Linked DNA regions of Mus musculus: region 2 is linked to region 1. Evidence: chromatin contacts called from public Hi-C data. All regions are on one chromosome and are shown on one strand. Each heading gives the region's core, a stretch centred on a gene start, on an enhancer-like site or on the middle of the called end of the contact. The rest is flanking DNA. Distances are from core to core; before and after follow the strand shown.

What was found. A called contact is a pair of places that touch in the nucleus more often than the background predicts.
Region 2: a contact with region 1 is called in a Hi-C map of the N1E-115 cell line, with 3 times the contacts expected there. The contact joins two enhancer-like sites. A contact is called at or near these places in 3 of 39 promoter capture datasets (the 3T3-L1 cell line, embryonic stem cells and hippocampal neurons), 1 of 15 datasets of contacts at CTCF or cohesin (stem cell-derived epiblast-like cells), 36 of 484 Hi-C or Micro-C datasets (3T3-L1-derived adipocytes, the C2C12 cell line, the N1E-115 cell line and 21 more), 7 of 115 datasets of contacts at active chromatin or transcription factors (embryonic stem cells, epiblast stem cells, extraembryonic endoderm stem cells and 3 more) and 2 of 9 other capture datasets (adipose tissue and embryonic stem cells).

The regions. Positions count from the first base shown.
Region 1 is chr13:97,954,465-97,957,325 of GRCm38.p6, forward strand. It overlaps Arhgef28 (Rho guanine nucleotide exchange factor (GEF) 28), which reads right to left. Exons shown (of 36, transcript NM_012026.2): 24 at 2,062-2,179. Among named protein-coding and RNA genes, the nearest start is that of Gm34388, 62 kb to the left of the region's middle. Within about 2 kb of position 1,372, at least 4 of the 459 cell types and tissues checked have an H3K27ac peak or open chromatin away from gene starts, as enhancers often do. A contact at or near this core is called in the N1E-115 cell line, where this site is marked.
Region 2 is chr13:98,240,134-98,242,994 of GRCm38.p6, forward strand. No RefSeq gene overlaps it. Among named protein-coding and RNA genes, the nearest start is that of Utp15, 21 kb to the right of the region's middle. Within about 2 kb of position 1,493, at least 5 of the 459 cell types and tissues checked have an H3K27ac peak or open chromatin away from gene starts, as enhancers often do. A contact at or near this core is called in the N1E-115 cell line, where this site is marked.

The DNA of each region.
Region 1 (2,861 bases), core at 122-2,621:
CTCTCTCTCAGCTTCTCATCTGCAGATACAAATGTAGCCTCCTGCCTCATGCCCCGACTGCCACGCCTTCCCTGTCATGACAGACTGTGAGACAAAATTAACCCTTTCTTCTTGAAGCTCCTTCTTATCTGGTATTTTGTCACAGCAAGAAAAAAAGTAGCACATATTATATGCTACCTGTCTATCTATCTATCTATCTATCTATCTATCTATCTATCTATCTATCTATCCATATATGTATATATGTGTAATATAATTATAGTATATTATATAATGAATATATATTATATGTAATATAAGCAGAGGCTATGTTTGGCGTAACCTGGGCACTCCTCCCTTCCTAGAAACAGGTAAGTTACCCCATGCTGTATTTCTAACGACTGAAGCCAGCTGTGGGGCCAAGCTCATGTCCTCTGAAATGGAGCCACAGGGTGATTTAAATGGCCCAAGACTCATTTGTCTTCTGGGTTCTTAAAAAAAAATTATTCAAAATTATATTAGCATAAAATTGAGGATCTTAATGTTATAATTAAAATGTTCTTGACCTATCATTTTTTCTTCTGATCTTGAAAGTAAAGAAAAACATTTTGAGGTCCCAGGCACTGAGCCTCACAGAAGTCAGCCAGGCTTTGCATACAGAACAGACTGTAGCTCCCGTTACTCTTTAAACCAACGGCCACTCCTCTCACCTCCAGGCTGTCTTAAGAAAAAGGTCTGGAGGAGTTCCAGAGACTGGGTTCTGGAAACGGCAGATGGAAGGGAATCTGGCTACTTTGGGGGGATTTGATGATAAAGATCAGCTAGTTGATATTTGCTCAGGGGCCTGAGCCTGAAGAGCGAAGAGGAAGGGAGGAAGAGGGAGGGAAAACCAGAAAACTGGCAGAGAAGCCAAAGGCTCTCCGGAGGCTCCAGCTGAAGAAACACGTGTTTAGAAAGAGCAGTGAGGAGAGCAGAATTGGTCCTCCAGAGTCTCTTCCTTTAAGGTTTCCAGTGCACACACAGATGCTGGGAGCGCTATCAGAACACCCACAGAGCACACCCGATCCCCATAGTTCAAAGGGGATCGCTGTCTTCCAAAGAACACACCTCACTCCTTGACAGCGCCTTTCTAGTCTTTATAAGGAAATTTACTTATAAAGAAACTACTTCAAAACTAGGAAAGAAAAGTGAAGTTGAATTACCAGATGACCCAGAGTAACTACCAGAGAAGGTTCAAAGTCTTACAGATCACTCTCTCCCAATGATTCACAACCCAAAGGTAACAGCACCGGCCTCCGTGGGGGTCTTTTCAAATTCTCCCCGACCCCCAGCTCTACTCACACCCACTGACTCAGAATCTGCATGTGGACACACCCCCTTGTGAAGGACAGATAGTGAGGCTGAGGACCGCTCCCATTAACAGTTGTGAGAACCGATGGCCAAGGCTCCGGAAGGCTCAGGATTGGCCTTTGGCAATGCCTGCTCGGAGGAGGGGGCATCTGTATGCTATCTCGATGACTCTGCCAAGATGTCACAGACGCAGCTCCCACTGCTAAGGGGAGCAGATCACTGCTGCTATCTAGTCTACCAAGAACTTGGCATGGGAGTGAACCCTGGAGTGAGACTAATTGACTAACATTATCTGACACAGTTTAGTTCCTGGGATATCGTAGAACCTTAAGAAAATCCGCACAATGCAAAATGAAAAGCCCTATTGTTTTTTATTCATTCTCTCGCTGAGAGCAAAAATCTATGCTGCTATCTCCAAACGCTATTTTTATGTTCTCTCATGCATTAAGTTCTAAAGAAGCATAAAATAAAAGTGGCAGAAGGAAAGGACCAAATTCTGCAAGGTCTCTGATCATCACACGTATGCCGTGCATACTACTTCCCAACCACAGAATAAACGGGATTAAAAATAAAGTAATTTCCCAAAAATGAGTTACAACTCGAGGCTTTAAAAGCTTGCTCACAGGGAGAGCATTTGTGAGTGGAAGAACTCAGCACTCAAGGCTCTTCGGGACCCCTCAGTTGTGACTAAAACTCACAAGACAGGGAAAGGTCCCAGAAATAATCTCTCACCCTTGGTGTACTGCAGGATCCTTTCCACCAAGACTGGGTACTTTGTGATGCGCTGGGTAACTAGCAGGATGCACTCCGGGATTCCGCGGCGACGAGCCAACAGGTTGCTATTTCGGATCTTGAAAAGAATATACATTTTTATACACACCACTCACCATTAATTAAACTGTACACATAACCATTGAATTTTGTACTTTTGACATTTACCACTATAGTTGAGGTGGGAAAACATTTCAAGACATGCTGATCTGCAGTACCTCTAATTCCCAAATGAGCAAACACGGGGTTCAGGAGTAGGCTTTTGAACAACAATGGAAATCTGAGCATGCCCACTATCTGCTTTGCTAACATGTCTCCCTCCACCTTTGCTATCACACACTGTGGCACTTAAAGTCCCTTCTCACAGAGCAATCCTTTTCTTAAACATTTCAAAAATATTCTCTAAGTCTTCAAGGCCCATTGTACATATCTATGAAAAGAAACCAGAGGAGAATCTGGTAGAACTCACAAAATGACAGATAAAAAGGTAGGAACCCAGAAGGTTGGAGACATTTCTTCCATTAGATAAAAGTGAAAGGTGGAGGAAGAAGGGAGGAAGAGAATTCTACTGAAAGGGGGTTTTAGAGATGTGACCTCCACGGGGATCGGTGGACCTTGGCCAGGTCCTGGCTTAACGATACAGTTTCAAGAAATGAACAGTGAAAACTGACGATATCAGAAAATGACTGATAGTTTAAGTGTGCTGATGTTACCATGATATGTTAAAAGATAAAGTGCTCAGAAAGACACAGATGGAACTA
Region 2 (2,861 bases), core at 243-2,742, 290 kb after region 1:
CCCAGCAAGCCTTCAGGGGACGCCATGTTTGCCCCATCTGGCAGATGTGCAAGCCAAGCCTGTGCTTTCCCAAGGTTAGCCAGCGCATGCTCTTCCCATTATTCCACGTGGTTGAGAAGCTTCATCTTTTAAAATAGAGCCTTGGTTAGATTTGTTTCCCTATTTCTGGTTATAATCTACTAATAACTACATCTATTCTTTAAATCTACTTGGTTAGCATAGCAATAAGCAAAAGGCTTGTTTGCGTTCCTTCTGAGAACTTCAGAGAAGGCGCAGAGGCCGGTTTCTCACGCTTTTCTAACACCGCCCTCTTGTGGACCAATAGTGAGTTGCGGCACCATTTCAATGTCTCCTGATTAACAACTTCCAGAAAGGTTTTCTATTTGAGTTGGATCTCATCGAGAAATGAAAGCTATCTCCGTGTTACATTATAAACTCTAAATACAATGTTTCTCTGCAAGGCAGCACCAAGTGACCATTTACTCAGTCCATGGTCAGTAAGCACCAGAGATGTATTAGGCAAAAAGTTAAGAATACAAAAGTGAACAAGACCATTCTCTGTATTTATACAACACAAAACATTATTTTGTGCACTGCTCTGCTCGGAAACGTGCACCTTTTAAACTGGAGACTTGAGCTCAAATCCAAATTTGCCACTAACTAAGTGTATGACTTTGGACACATCACCTAAACTGTCACCCAAGTGTCATTGTGTGCAGAACTAGATACCAGTATTACCTGCTCTATCTAGATACCCAGTGCTCTGTGAAATATTAAACAGTGTGTGTGTGTGTTTCAGGAAAACTGATATTTCCTTGGATGAAGGAGCTTCAGGGACAAGGGGTAACCAGGCACAGACCCTGCAGTGAGAGAAAAGACTCGTTCTCCAGGATCCATGGTGATAATACTCACTCTTCAAATGTACCAAAGCTATAGAAAGCACTGCTAGGTGTACAATTGCTTGTACATACAAAAACCCGAAATCCAGGTTATAATTGATTGTAGATGTAGAATTCTGAAAGGCGTCAGAATGCCCATCTGCAGGGGACTGGTTGCAGTGATTGTGGTACCGCTGTACAGTGATGTGGGACACAGCCTAGGAAAGAATGGGGTAGAGCCACAGGCACGGAGGTATCCCCAGTCTCAGTGCAGCCTAAATGGAAAACTGGAATGCACAGCTGGAATGCACAACTGGAATGCACAACTGTGTGCTGCATGCCCCCATCTGTTTAGAAGCGAGCTAAACACATACAACTGTGTTTAAAGATGTGCCAACTACAGGGGGAAGAATATTGTACTTATTGGCTTCTGAACCCTCTGTCTGGATGCTAGAATGTCTCCAGAATTGCAGAGCTTCGTATTTAAAACCACATTTCCCAGAAACCTTTGCAAATAATGTCCCGGATGAAAACTGGCCTCCTAGATGAGATGGATGTGATGGTTAATCACAGGTACGGACTTGGAATCACCTGGGAGAGAGGCCTCTAGACGTGTCTCTGTTTAATGAGGTTTAACAGAGGAGAGAAGAGCCACCCTGAATGTGGTTGCACCATCCCGTGGGCTGGAGTCCAGGACTAAATTGCAAAGGGGGCGGGGCATTTGAGCCCCAGCATGCATCTCTGTGATTTCTGACTGTGGACCTGTGTGAGCATCTTCCTCACACTCCTGCTATCATGACTAGAGACACTCTCTCCATTGTGTCTCCCTTGCCCTGATGGATTGTTCCCTTACACCACTGACTAAAATAGACCCCTTGCCTTTGTTAGGTAATTTGTTATGAGAACATTAATACCGCGTGCTGACACCTGACTAGGAAGGCAGGGGTAAGGAAAAGCCAGCTTTCTGCTTGTTATTGTCCACAGACAGGAGATGGGAACTGAGAGGTGACAGTGACTAAGCCAACCAAGGTCTAGTCTCTAGCTTGCAGATGGTGAAAGTCACGGCCTTCTGCTTTCTGGGGCTGTGCTCTTGAGCAGTGGCTCCATTCCAACTCCTTGATGCTGTCAGAAAGCCCTAGTTCCCTATATTAAATCAATCCTTGTGTGCACCAGCTTTCCAGCTCCATTGACAGTTCGATACATAGGAAACAGGTACTTGCTCTGTTGTGTTTAAGATGAGATGTCAACCTGACTGCTCTAAAGGAAACCCAGATAACTGGTACAGCACTAGCACAGGTGTGTCTGCAGGGTTCTCTGAAACATTCGCATTTCAATCAGTTGACCTAGTTAGGAAAATCTGCCTTGAAAGAAAGAAAAGATACTGGAAAAGGCAGTTTCTCATCCTCCTCCCTGGGCATTAAAGTCCCTGGTTCTCCAGCACCCAGATGTGGAGAAATAGACTCGAGTCCCCTGTAGCACATACCCTCTTCCAGATTCAGTCTGGAGTCCACACCAACCTTTCTGGTTCTTCATGATGCAGGAGAGAGCAGATCATGGTATTTCTGAGGCTCGGCAGTCTCATACAAGATATGAATCGGGAGCTCTGTGCCCCTTTGGAAGCATAAGACAAGTCTCTACCTGGAAGAGAGATTTTTCTTTACCTGTATGTTTTCCCTTTTATGTTACCAGGAAATGTTTGCTTTGAGTATATTTTGTTAAAAAGGCAACCCTGTGAGGAAAGATCTAGAAACACATCTGTGCCGTTACATTTTAAACAATGAAGACTTCATGATACATTGTATTTCTCAGACACGTTGGGGAAAATCTGTGTAGAGACCCTACATATGGGCAGAGTGAGGGCAGAAGTGCTTCAGTGAGAAGCTTGAGGGAATGGAAACAAATGAATCCTGGTTAGATTCACTGTGGGTTTGCATCCCATTGAAAGAACCTTGTACTGTGCAATTAGTTACCTGATTTCTATCC